2 separate regions of the Macaca mulatta genome follow, and region 1 is linked to region 2. The links are chromatin contacts, called in public Hi-C maps. All regions are on one chromosome and are shown on one strand. Each heading gives the region's core, a stretch centred on a gene start, on an enhancer-like site or on the middle of the called end of the contact. The rest is flanking DNA. Distances are from core to core; before and after follow the strand shown.

What was found. A called contact is a pair of places that touch in the nucleus more often than the background predicts.
Region 1: a contact with region 2 is called in a Hi-C map of liver, with 5 times the contacts expected there. The contact joins the promoter of METTL25B here to the promoter of PRCC in region 2. A contact is called at or near these places in 4 of 14 Hi-C or Micro-C datasets (CD4 T cells, cortical neurons, fetal cortex germinal zone and 1 more).

The regions. Positions count from the first base shown.
Region 1 is chr1:110,193,467-110,200,230 of T2T-MMU8v2.0, forward strand. METTL25B (methyltransferase like 25B) reads right to left here and starts at 3,638. Exons shown (of 8, transcript NM_001257481.1): 1 at 3,038-3,638; 2 at 153-277. The coding sequence starts at 3,148. It overlaps ISG20L2 (interferon stimulated exonuclease gene 20 like 2), which reads left to right and starts at 4,384. Exons shown (of 3, transcript NM_001257673.1): 1 at 4,384-5,348. The coding sequence starts at 4,599.
Region 2 is chr1:110,155,600-110,162,267 of T2T-MMU8v2.0, forward strand. PRCC (proline rich mitotic checkpoint control factor) reads right to left here and starts at 2,690. Exons shown (of 7, transcript NM_001260635.1): 1 at 1,933-2,690. The coding sequence starts at 2,400. HDGF (heparin binding growth factor) reads left to right here and starts at 2,002. Exons shown (of 8, transcript XM_077944828.1): 1 at 2,002-2,833.

The sequences.
Region 1 (6,764 bases), core at 2,388-4,887, 39 kb after region 2:
GCCCAGGCCTCCAGTGAATAGTCCCATCGCATCTGAGTGCACCAGTTTACAACCCAAGGCTGGGGAAGACCTTATGAGACTCTCTGAGCAATACGCTCACTGCAGGGCTCAAAGCCTTGAGTTCCCCAGCACAGGGCCCTTCTAGCCCATACCTGATGACCTCCCCTTCCCCAGGCATCCCCAGCAGCATTGTGGCCAGCTGTGGTGGGTTCAGTCCATCCAGTGCTTCCTGCCATGAGCAAGGGAGTGTGTCCCATAGGTTGTCTGTGAAAAATTCCTACAGAAGAAGGGGAGAAGCAATTAGCAAACTACTACCACTTCCATTCTTTCCCACCTCACTCTCAACTCCACACCTCACTGCCTGCCTCTTCCCAGCACTGCTGCCACATAGGGCCACTGTGACCGGCAGGTACCTCCTACTCAGCCAAGTCAGTTCTTCTCTGAAGTCTGCTCCAGCCTCCCCAACTCTGGTGGCTTAACTCTGTTTCCTTGGAGTCCAGATTGCATTCTGGACACACTTCTTTTAGCAATTTCTGCACTTATTTATGTCTGTTTTCTCTATTAAACTGAATTTCTTAAGAGGAGGGATGGGATGGGATCTTTCCATCTGCATCCCTAACACTTACCACAGTGACTGACACACAGTATCAGTACATTACCACTTAGTAACCTGCCATTATACATGCCAGACACTGGTGTCTTTTTATTCATTCATTTGTCCACCACAAATTCTGGGGCTGTGTTTTGGTTATACATCAAGCTCTATTGTAGGCTCAGGGAATACAACAGTGAACCTGAGACAAGATTCTGGCTCCTGCAGAGTTTACATTAAAAAAATCACTTCGGCCGGGCATGGTGGCTCACGCCTGTAATCCCAGCACTTTGGGAGACCAAGGCAGGCAGATCACCTGAGATCAGGAGTTCGAGACCAGCCTGGTCAATATGGTGAAACCCCATCTCTACTAAAATTACAAAAATTTGCCGGCATGTTGGCGTGCGCCTATAATCCCAGCTGCCCAGTAGGCTGAGGCAGGAGAATCACTGGAACCTGGGAGGCAGAGGGTGGAGTAAGCCTAGATCATGCCACTGCACTCCAGCCTGGTCAACAGAGCAAGACTCCGCCTCAAAAAAACCAAACCAAAACAAACAAACAAAACTTCAGACAAAGTTTTATTTGTTTGTCATATGTCACATAGACAAAACACTAATGAAACAGTAATGTAATGGAGAGTTTGGGCAAGGACTACTTTAGATAGGATGATGAGGGAAGACTTGTCTGACGAGTTGACATTTGAGCTGAGACTGGAAGGATGAATAGGTGCTAGGCACGTAAAGAAAAATACAGGTAATAGCAAACACTTATTTAACACCTTCTCTGGCAGACACCGTTGTAAACATTTGACGGGTATTAACGCATTTGATCCTTTAAACAACACTTTGAGGTAGGTATTATTTTGTATCCCCCATTTTACAGATGTAGAAACAGGCACAGCACTTAAGTAACTTGCCCACGTCCAAAAGCTAGCAAATAGCTGAGCTGGGATTATTTATTTATTTATTTTTAGAGATGGAGTCTCACTCTGCCACCCAGGCGGAAGTGCAGTGGTGCAATCTCAGCTCACTGCAACCTCCACCTCCCTGGTTCTAGCAATTCTCCTGCCTCAGCCTCCTGAGTAGCTGGGACTACAGGTGTGTGCTGCCAAGCCCAGCTTTTTCTTTTTTTTTTTTCTTGGATTTTAGTAGAGACGGGGTTTCACCGTGTTGCCCAGGCTGGTCTCGAACTCCGAGCTCAAGCAATCCACCCGCCTCGGCCTCCCAGAGTGCTAGGATTATAGGCATGAGCCATCACACCCAGCCTGAGCTGGGATTTGAAACCAATTTTACTCTAGAGTCCTTGCTCTTAACGATTCTGCGATTGCCTTTCTGTGGAGGAAGATCAGTGAGTGCAAAGGTCCAGATGCCTGCCATATTGGCAGAGCAGAAATCAGGCCAGCAGAGGTATAGCACAGTGAAATGTGTGAGAGAATAAAATGGGATAGAGTTGAAGAGACAGTAGGAGTCAGATCATGGGCTTTATTGGTAATAGCAAGGAATCAGGATTGCATAAAAGTATCTAGGAAGCAAGGGATTGTCGTGATCAGATTTACGTTTGAATGCTATCGATCTAGCTGCTCAGTGAAGAATTGGTTATGGCAGGGCAGAGGTAAGCACACAGCGAGATCGGTTAGGAAGTAGTTCAGAACAGAGGTGATGGTGGCTTGGCTTAGGGTGGCAGCAATGGAGGTGGGGACAAATGGATGAATTTGGGATCTATTCTGAAAACAGAGCCAAGAGGACTTGTTGAAGGACTGGATTGTGGATCAATGAAGGACAGCGCTGAATCAAGGATGGCCTCTGGGTTTGCGGTCTAAACAATTCAGTGGATGGTGGTACCATTTACACATTCTCTCATTTATTCTTCACAATGATCCTTCAGACTGGGATCCACTGTATAGCTGAGGAAACCTGGGCTAGGACAAGTTGGGGGTTAGGGAGGCCTAAAGTTAACATCATAGGGGAGGCAGGATTCCAGACCAAGCCTTTTTGATTCCAGAGCCAGGCCTGTCTACTATACCACAAAACCACGAATTTATTCAAAGCCTGGATGAATAACATGTGTGTTCTTGGAACACCTCACATGCTCCAAGAAGAGTTCAACATAGTTGCAGCATGGTTCCAATGTCCACGCATTTTATTACCTTGGATCTGGGAAGATTACAAAAATAATCTAGGTAGGTATTAGAAATATTATTTATGCAGTGAGCCGAGATCACGCCACTGCACTCTAGCCTGGGGGACAGAACGAGGCTCCGTCTCAAAAAAAAAAAAAAAAAAGAAATATTATTTATGCCAGCTGAACCCCTCCTTGTACAGACAAAAGACTGAAACTCATAGAAGGAAAGAGATCAGAGGCTAATTCTCCAGATTCTCTCCCTGACGTGGACACCTAGCCAACCACACGACCAGAGACACCCCACCCACGCCCCTGTGGCCTCACGATGATGTAGGCATCCAGGATGGAACGGTAGAGCGCCAGGACACGGGTAAGGTTAACAGCTAGCTGCCTCCTCCCCTCATGAGAGAGGCCTCGGGCGGAGATACCCGGCATCCCGCGGTCCAGAAGGCAGCGCGGGAAGCGAGAACGCAGTGAACAGGGATCCAGGGTCACTACCGCGCGGGTCCAGGACCCGGACGGGGCTCAGCTCTGCAGGCAGAACAGGAAGAGTTTTGGGTCCAGTCTCCGACGCTGCCTTTCCGGGATCCCATGCTGCAGTTGAAGATTTGAGGCGCCCCCAAGAGGTCACAGGTTGCGACGTTTCACAGTGCGAAGGTGTCAGCGTCGGAGACACGTAGGGCGGGGTAACAGTGCAATGACGCCACAAAAGCGTGCCGCGGAGCTCAGCTCACAACGAGATGGGCCAAGTTCCAGTTCCCGCCCCTTCCCGTACACGCCTCTCCTCTGCCGGAAGTGAAGCCGGAGGTGTCCGGCTGGCTGTAGTTCCGGTTTGTCGCGGCCTTCCCACACCTTCGCGTTGTACCACCACGGGGCTAGAGGGGCCGGGGAGCGCATCCCGCCCCCGCCCCCACCCACACCGCCCCCTCCTCCGCCGCCACTGCCGGTCCTCACACACTCCGAATCACTGGCCTCGCTACCTGAGGTCGGGGCGGTGCGGGTGCGCGCGCGCCGACCTCTGGCGCGTTCTAACCCGCGCGCCTGCCTTCCCGGGCTTCGTCGGCGCGCACCGATTTCCGCATCCGGCTCTGGACGCTTCCGGCCTTAGCTAAACCCATCTGGGAGGTAGGTTCGTGAGTGTGAGAGGGCGATCTGTACCGCGGGGACCGAAGTATGCTTATCCAGGTGGGCTGCCTCGAGCCTCGATCCCACCCCCCCGCTGGTAGGTGGTGTCAAGGTCCTTGCTTGGGAGGACTTGGGTGAGATGCATGTGGAGATTGTCCCCAATTCCGGCCTGGAGCCAAGGGAAAGGGATGCCTGGATTTGTGTCTCTATTCGTGGGCCACGCTGCGGATGCCTGGGTAGCCCAGAGGTTATCTACGCCATACTTCTCACTGTTTTCGAGCGTACCTAGATGTTCCCTTCCTAGGCGGAGTATAGAGCTCACGTGTTCTGGCCTCTTAGACTCATAGAGGGTTCGAGCTCTATGGGCCCCTCCAGTCCCTTCATTTTACAAATGAGATTCAAACCTAGAGCGCGGTAATGACCTTACTAAGACCAAACGGCTGGTGAATTGGGCTTCACTAGAATCCAGGCTTGCTGGCTAACACTGTTGCTTCCTCCATCATTTCATGTTATGTTTTCATTTCTCCTCTGTCTGAGAGATTGCTCTGATGTCTTTCCTTCCATAAGTCCTACGGAGATCGATCTTGCCTCATTTTTCTCCCAGGCCTAGGAGCTCAATCACCAGGATCACTTTCTTCCCCAGGGTGTACTACAGACCTCCACATGTTGGACAGTAGGATTCAGCAGAGAATGAGTCCAACATCCTCTTTTCATCCATAAGCCACTCTTCCCAACTGCTCTTCCACCTCCCATTGTCCCTATGTCTACTTTACTGCTCAATCTGGATTTTGGGGAACCTCCTCCCAAAAAGGCATTAGAAGGAAATGCCAAGCACCGAAATTTTGTCAAGAAGCGGAGGCTCTTAGAACGGAGAGGCTTTCTGAGTAAAAAGAACCAACCCCCTAGCAAGGCACCTAAGTTGCACTCTGAACCTCCAAAGAAAGGGGAAACTCCTATGGTGGATGGCACTTGGAAGACCCCTTCCTTCCCAAAAAAGAAGAAGACAGCTGCCTGCAGCAATGGGTCAGGACAGCCCCTGGACAAGAAAGCTGCAGTGTCTTGGCTGACCCCTGCCCCTTCAAAAAAGGCTGATTCTGTTGCTGCTAAAGTAGATCTGCTGGGGGAATTCCAGAGTGCCCTTCCAAAGATCAATAGCCACCCAACCCGCTCTCAGAAGAAGGGCTCCCAGAAGAAATCCTCTAAGAAGAACCATCCTCAGAAGAATGCCCCACAGAACTCCACCCAAGCTCATTCAGAGAATAAATGCTCCAGAATATCCCAGAAGTTGCCACAGAAGATGGTGGCAATTGACTGTGAGATGGTGGGCACAGGACCAAAGGGGCATGTTAGTTCCTTAGCTCGATGTAGCATTGTCAACTACAACGGAGATGTGCTTTATGATGAGTACATTCTTCCCCCCTGCCACATTGTGGACTACCGAACCAGATGGAGTGGTATCCGAAAGCAGCACATGGTGAATGCCACACCCTTCAAGATTGCTCGAGGCCAGGTAAGAAGTATGGGGCTTGATGGTGGCAGGGAGGTGGATGGAGAGAGGTGTAAATCATTATTCAGCAAAGGATATCACTATGGGAAGACACCAGAGGTTTGTGGAGGGAGGGAGGAGAATCTATCAGTTATTGAAGAAGGCCCCCTGTCGGTGGAAGGAGCCGTGAAAGTCAGGAAGGTACAATTAGCTGGTGTCACAAACTTCATTGGTCAAGACCTATTTTAGCCAGGCGCGGTGGCACTTGCCTATAATCCCAGCACTTTGAGAGGCTGAGGCAGGAGAGTCGCTCAAGCCCAGAAACTCAAGATCTGTCTGGGTAACAAAACGAGACTCGTCTACAAAAAAGTTAGCTAAGTGTGATGGTGCATGCCTGTAGTGCCAGCTACTCAGGTGGTCGAGGCTGCAGTGAGCTTAGATCACACCACTGCCACTGCACTCCAGCCTGAGCGACAGAGTGAGACCCTGTCTCAGACAGACAAACAAACAATTTTAGGTTCCAAATTGGGTCTGGGGAACTAGGAATCTGCATAGAGAAATAACAGTAAGTAATGTAACTGGACAGAGCTACAGACATCAGTGTCAGGAGAAAGGGCTTGATTTGGAAAAACCTTGTGAATTGGACGCTAAGCTTTAGACAGGAAAGGTGGAGAGCTCTTCCCAAGCAAAAAGTAACGTGGGGCAAGTGCGGAAAGTGGTGGTGGTAAGAGAGGGCAGAAAGTTGACAGGAGGAGCTGGGGTATATTTGTCCAACTGGAACAGGTAACCAGTGAAGGGCATAAACAGCAGAGGGCCAGCACTTTGGGTTGTCATCTAACTTCTAGCCCTGTGCTGGTTATTGGGAGCGCAAGGCATGAACAGGAAAGGAGAGTGAGCTAGGAGGGGTGAAAGGAGGAAATGAAGGGAGAGCAAGAGGGGCACCTGCTGGTCTCAGGGGGCCACCAGAGGGCGCCCTTGGTCCACGTCTTTGCAGTTTCAGGGCCACACTCTGCCTTCTCTGGACACGCTGTTCCCATAATGCCTTATGTGCGGTCAGTTGGAGAAGGTTCATTAGAGGTGAGGTGACTGACTATTTTAGAAAAGACAGAAAGAAGAGTTGAACATCCTGGGCACAAAGGGGCACAGCCAAGCAAAGGCACAGGAGAGGCGGAAGATGGGACCGGTCTGAGACAGCAAATCTGCCCAGCTTTGATGAGGGCTATATGTCGAGGTTAATAAGAAATGAAGGTGGTGGTGGACAGTAAGTAGGTGAAGTCAGGAGTAACTAAATATCTAGTTCACGGGACTACGTCTGGTTTTCGTCATAAAGCACTTCCCCAGTGCCAAGCTGGGTTTATGAGACTAAGGTATGTCCAGATGAGCCTAGCCCCTTCAAAGGGGGTCCCTTTGGGAGGCTATGCAGGACTGTCACTTTTGTTG
Region 2 (6,668 bases), core at 1,440-3,939:
GCTTACAAAGGAGGGAGTGTTAGGAGTCTTCAGAGTTTTCTGCCACCTCAGCCAACCTAAATGGCAGATTCTACATCCTCTCCCAACTTTCTATAACGCTGCCTTCACAGCGCTAGAAATGAGCCTTTCCATGTCCGTGTAGACTGTTTTTATTTGTCTCATTCAGGGATCCTTCCATGTTCCAGGTTAAATCAAAGCCAAGGTAAGTTTCCATGGAGCAATAAAAGGCTTTTTTTTGGATCCTAGACTTAGGATGACAGACTCTCAGGTGTGCAAGAAGCGGGAAATAAAATGGAAGAAAGTGACCAGGCGCGGTGGCTCACACCTGTAATCCCAGCACTTTAGGAGGCCAAGGCGGGTGGATCACGAGGTTGGGAGATCGAGACCATCCTGGCTAACACAGTGAAACCCCGTCTCTAATAAAAATAGAAAAAAATTAGCCGGGTGTGGCCGCAGGCGCTTGTAGTCCCAGCTACTGGGGAGGCTGAGGCAGGAGAATGGAGTGAACCCGGGAGGCGGAGCTTGCAGTGAGCCGAGATGGCGCCACTGCACTCCAGCCTGGGCGACAGAAGGAGACTCTGTCTCAAAAAAAAAAAAAAAGGAAGAAAGTTTCCAACAAGATAGGGAGGGAAACTCTGCAACCTCCTTCCATGAAGAATCCATGTTGGAGTTCTTTCACTCATAAAACATCCATGGGAGTATTCAGTATGTGCCAGGCACTGTTGTAAGTACTAGGATTATAGCAGTGAACTTTTTTTGTTAATCCCTGTCTTCATGGAGTTTATATACTAGTGGGAGGATAGATAATGTTAAGTGCAATGGAGAAAAATAAAACAAAGAGCAATGGGGAGAAGGAGGTTATAGGAGGCTGCAATTTAAATAACAGGCTAGGGAAGTCCTCACAGAAAACAGGCCTTTTAGGCCAAGTGAGGTGAGGGAGAGAACATTAGGATATCTGAGGGAAGAAATTTAAGGAACAGCAGGTTCAAAGAATGAAAATGGCTCCTAGGCAGAGCTGGGAGTCTGAAGAAAAGCAAAGGCAATAAATTTCTCTCTGGTAAGTAATTCTAAGCAGTTCCTGCTCCCAGGCTTAATCTCTCCTTTATCTCCAAAGCCCTCACTCCAGAAGAAGCCTTGTATTTTTCCATTGTCACATACAGAAACAGGTAAGACTCGCTGCCTCTTCTAGAAACAGTACCCAAGCATCCTAATTCACCTAGCTTTGACCATGGCTAAATGGTGAAAATGAGGCACAGATCTGAGGTTCAGAGAGACTGAACCTTAATCTTCACTCTGCCCTTTGCCAGGTAAAATCGTGCATGCTGGACACCTGTTTCTCATATGTAAAACAATAGTATGTTACCTCCCAGAGCTTTGTAATAATTGAAAGAAAGGACCAATGAACGGCAAACGATCTGCACTCAACAAACATTCGATTTCTCCTCTAACTCCCCTCAAAAATAGAATCCAAGATTACTATCATTCTCCTCCAGGCCTGATGTTTTTGAGTTCAGAGGCAAGGAAAAGATTTGTCCCAGATGTTCGGCAAAGGTTCAGGAGCCCTGTCTCCTGTCATTCCTCAGGTGCCAGATTTCATCCTGTTCTCAGTAGGAGGAAAGGGGAAAAAGCCGGACTGAGGTGAAGATGCAGAGGGGGAGCGGATCCAAATGTCCCTAGGCCTGTCAGTACCAGGTGATGATGACATGTGACCTTCTGCAGGCAAGCCCAGCTTCAGGAAACCCACATGGGCAAACACCCAAACTCCCCGAAGTTGACCAACTTCAGCTCAATTAATCACATTATAAGAGGATTCCAGTGGCCTTGAATCCACGGATGTGTTTGTGGGAAGGAGTTCCGAAATCTCCACATGTCCCTCCTACCGCCGACTCAAACCCGATGGACAGTTTGGGGGTGCCTTCCCCGGATACTCACATCTCCCTTATGCAACTCCGGCGCCGCGATCTTCACGGGCTCTTTCCTCTTCTTTGGCTTGGGAAGCCCCAGCGGGGGGCCGGCACCGCCAATTGGAGGGGGCAGACTGAGGCCAGGGCCTCGGGGCGAGGGCAACCCCAATCCCAGTCCCTCCCCAACTCCCGCCGCTTCAGCCGGGCTCACGCCTGGAGGTGGGGGGAAGCCTCCCAGGCCGAAGGGCAAGGGGGGAGGAGGCTGAAGCCTGGGGTCTGCGGTGGGTGGGGGAAGCAACAGCGGCGGGGGAAACGCTGGGGCCAGCATCTGAGGGGGCGGAGGCAGCAAGGCCGGGCCCTTGGGCGCAGGGAGAGAAGCGAACAAGCCCCCTAAAGCGGGCCCAGATGTAGGGGCCACCGCCTCCTCTTCCTCCGGCTCGGGCTCAGCCTCATCCGGCTCGCTCTCATCGCTGCTGGCGTAAGCAACCAGCGACATGGCGCCTCCCGCGTTTGGGGCGCCCTTGCCGGCAGATGAGGCCTACTTGAGACCGGGGATGCCCGGAGGCCTAGTAGGCCCCGCCACCTGGCGGGGCGGGGAATCGAAAAGTCCGCCTGCTCCGTACTCTAGGGCTAGCCGCGGCAGAAGCTCATGGCTACGGCTGATTTCCACCGAATAAGGCGTCCCTCTTCACTTAAGCTCCTAGTCCCGGGCAACTACACACAGCTAATGGCCGCCGAGTCACTCCGCCTCCTCCTTGCCTCACCAATAGAGGAACTACAACTCCCAGAGAACACTTTGGACACAGCCCGATTCTTTGTCGCAGGGATCTTAGCGCAAGACACGGCGGGAGTTGAAGTCCGAGGAAGGATTTAGGCGAGAGCAGAGAGAGACAGAAGAGAAACCCGCCTCTGACGCAGGGACACTTGGGGTGAGTAGTTTTTTTCGTCCCCTAACAATTCCGAGGTGACTACAAGCCCCACCGGTCACCACGGCAGTCACCGAGACGGATAAGAGAGCATTTCGGTACTTGAAGTTCCCTAGGGTAGCCCCTTGGCCACTAAGATTTCTGGGAGATGTGGTGCTCTTAGAGACTGCAAGTGATGTCGGGAACGAAAGGGAGTCTGGGAAGCTGGCGGATTAGGGAAAATTGCTTAAAGGGAAAGTGATCTGTAAATGAACTGGTGAAGCTTCCCCGTCGGCTGGGGCTGGGAATTAGAATAAAACATCCCAAAAAGAGCAAGGGCCCAAGGGACCCGTACGAAATTGGGCTGCAAGCCAGAAAGAAGCGAGGCTGCAGGCCTAATAATAAGTATCTAAGATTTGAAATAAATGTGATGTAAGAAGGAGGAGGTGATCTCCCTCACCAGGATTGGGGTGCACATCCAGGAGCACACCTTACCCTGGAGCCTAGGGCCTGGCCTCCCTCTGCAGCAACCAGTGAGACAAAGATGGGCAAGGCCCTGGCAGCCCCGGCCAGGTACTTGAAGTTAATCCCTTCTCAGCTCAGTAGGGTAAAGGGCTACCGTTCTGAGGAATCACTTGAGTCCGTCCTACCTGGGTGTGCCTCCCATCTATCCATTTGCAGGGGTCCTTTGCATTCCTTTACGTCTGTGAGTTTTGTCTCTTATGGCTTTGGGTGTGACCTTGTTACATCTGTCTCTGTAAGTGCTCTTCCTTTCCATCCATGTTTATAGGTGTCCTTTTCCAGCCCATTTATGTCTGCTTGTAATGATCTGCTGTGCGCCTGTCCTTCCCTGTCCGCTTGTCATTTTGTACCCTTTTCTTGTTTACTCATCTCTGCCCCTTCCTGTCTGCCTGTGACTGAGTGCCCTCTACTTGTCTGCCCTGTATGTGTGTGTCCTTTAAATGCTAATCCATCTCTGTGTGGGCACCATCTCCCTGTTCCCAGATTGCAGAAAATTATATTAAGCAAAGTCAGAGAAAAGGCTGTTGAAGTTTTGGGAGGAGGCTGAAGAGAACATTGGAAAGATTGATGAGGAAGGACAATGATGACCACAATGCAGAGAGATAGTGAAAGGCCCAAGCTTGAATCCTCTTATCAGAGGAGCCAGATATGGGGCCCCTCCTCCCCAGTCTCTCCAGCCTTCAGAGACAAACTCCATGCTGCCTTCTCCATGAAGGCCCCTTAGAGCTATCTCCTCCCTGCTCTGGATGCCAGAGCATTTTTGTGTGTGTATGCACCTGTGCTCAAACTTTAATGTGCATAAGCATCACTAGGAAAGCTTCTGAAAAATATAAATTCCTGAAATCTAGCCTAAGAGATTCCTATTCAGTAGATGTGGGTGGGGCCTGGAAGCCTGGATCTGTAAGAAACTCCTCAGTTGGTTGCAAACCAGGCACTGAGGACCACATTGAGAAACTAGACCAAGTCCTACCTCACAGCTAGTATGCCTTGCACAATGCTGATTTCTAAAACCTGCTTTTAAATCTAGGTTCCCTAACGTACTCTGGTGACTTTGTGCCGTCACTTCTCTTCTCTGAGTCTCACTTTCCTCCTTTGAAAACTGGATAAAGTAGGCCGGGCGTAGTGGCTCACGCTTGTAATCCCAGCACTTTGAGAGGCCAAGGCGGGTGGATCACGAGGTCAGGAGTTCGAGACCAGCCTTGCCAAGATGGTGAAACCCCATCTCTACTAAAAATACAAAAATTAGCCAGGTTCGGTGGCAGGCGCCTGTAAGCCCAGCTACTCGGGAGGCTGAGGCAGGAGAATCACTTGAACCCGGGAGGTGGAGGTTGCAGTGAGCCGAGATGGCACCACTGCACTCCAGCCCAGGCAATAGTGCAAGACTCCGTTCCGTCTCAAAAAAAAAAAGAGAGAGAGAGAAAAAGAAAGAAAGAAAAATGGATAAAGTAGGTCGGGCATGGCAGCTCATGCCTGTATCCCAGCACTTTGGGAGGCCGAGGCGGGCAGATCTCCTGAGGTTGGGAGTTTGAGACCAAAGTGACCAACAAGGGAGAAGCCCTGTCTCTACTAAAAATACAAAAATTAACCGGGTGCAGTGGTGGGTGCCTGTAATCCCAGCTACTCAGGAGGCTGAGGCAGGAGAATCACTTTGGGAGGTGGAGATTGTGGTGAGCCGAGATCACACCATTGCACTCCAGCCTGGACAACAAGAGCGAAATTCAGTCTCAAAAAAAAAAAAAAAAAAAAAAGAATGAAGTATTACGGAGCCCTGTCCTTTATGTGAGAAAAGCCTGATATTTAACACACAGTGAAATGATTTAGAGCTAAGAGAAATGATTGTCCTTGTTGTCAACACATCTTGCCACCTTGCAGAGAAGCCCCTAAGGGACAGGGATCTGTCTCAAGTGTTTTCTTTTTTTTTTTTTTTTGGAGATAGAGTCTTGTACTGTCCCCCATGCTGGAGTGCAGTGGCGCAATCTCGGCTCACCGCAACCTCCGCCGCCCAGCTTCAAGCGATTCTTGTGCCTCAGCCTCCCGAGTAGCTGGGATTACAGGTGTGCACCACCATGCCCAGCTAATTTTTGTATTTTTTAGTAGAGATGGGGTTTCACCATGTTGGCCAGGCTGTGTTTAACAAATGTTTTCTAAGCGGGGTCTCCTTACTGTGAAAATTAATGATTCACCTTATTGGGTATAAATCCTCAAAAAGTTGTTTTCAAGCAAGAAATTGATAATAGAAACCTCATGATAGTGAAGGAAAGGGGATTTATTTCTCATTATGTACCATTTTATACCTTTAGAAATTTGTAACTGGGCAAGGCCAGGTGCGGTGTCTCATGCCTGTAAATCCCAGCACTTTGGGAGGCCAAGGTGGGCAGATCACCTGAGGTCAAGAGTTCAGACCAGCCTGCCCAACATGGAGAAACCCCGTCTCTACTAAAAATATAAAAAGTTAGCCGGGTATGGTGGCAGGCACCTGTAATCCCAGCTACTCAGGAGGCTGAGGCAGGAGAATCGCTTGAACCCAGGAGGTGGAGGTTTCAGTGAGCCAAGATCATGCCACTGCATTCCAGCCAAAAACAAAACAAAACAAAACAAAACAAAACAAAAAAGAAAGTTTTAACTGCACACAGTGGTTCACGCCTGTAATCCCAGCACTTTAGGAGGCCAAGGTGGGAGAATCCTTTGAGTCTAAGAGTTAGAGACCAGGCGTGGTAAAACCTTGTCTCTACAAAAAAAAAAAAAAAAAAAAAGGAAAAAAAAAGCCGGGCATGGGCTTGGTGGTACACACCTGTAGTCTCACCTGGTTGGGGAGGGCTGAAACAGGAGGATCGCTTGAGCCTGGGAGGTTGAGACTGCAGTTTGCAGTGAGCCAAGATCACACCACTGCACTCCAGCCTGGGTGACAGAGCATGACCCTGTCTCAATAAAAATTTTAAAGGATAGAAATTTAGGCCGGGCGCGGTAGCTCATGCCTGTAACCCTAACACTTTGGGAGGCCGAGGCGGGCGGATTGCCTGAGCTCAGGAGTTCGAGACCAGCCTGGGCAACACGGTGAAACCCCGTCTCTACTAAAAATACAAAAAAGTTAGCTGGGCGTGGCAGCGTGCGCCTGTAGTCCCAGCTACTTGGGAGGCTAAGGCAGGAAAATTGCTTGAACCTGGGAGGCGGAGGCCGCAGTCAGCCAAGATCACGCCACTGCACTCCAGCCTGGACAACAGAGCAAGCCTCCGTCTCAAAAAGAAAAAAAAAAAAAGAATAGAAATTTGTAACTGATACATCTATGACCCTTTCGAAAGTAATCATAATAAAAGTTTTCCAGTAAAAGAGAATGAAA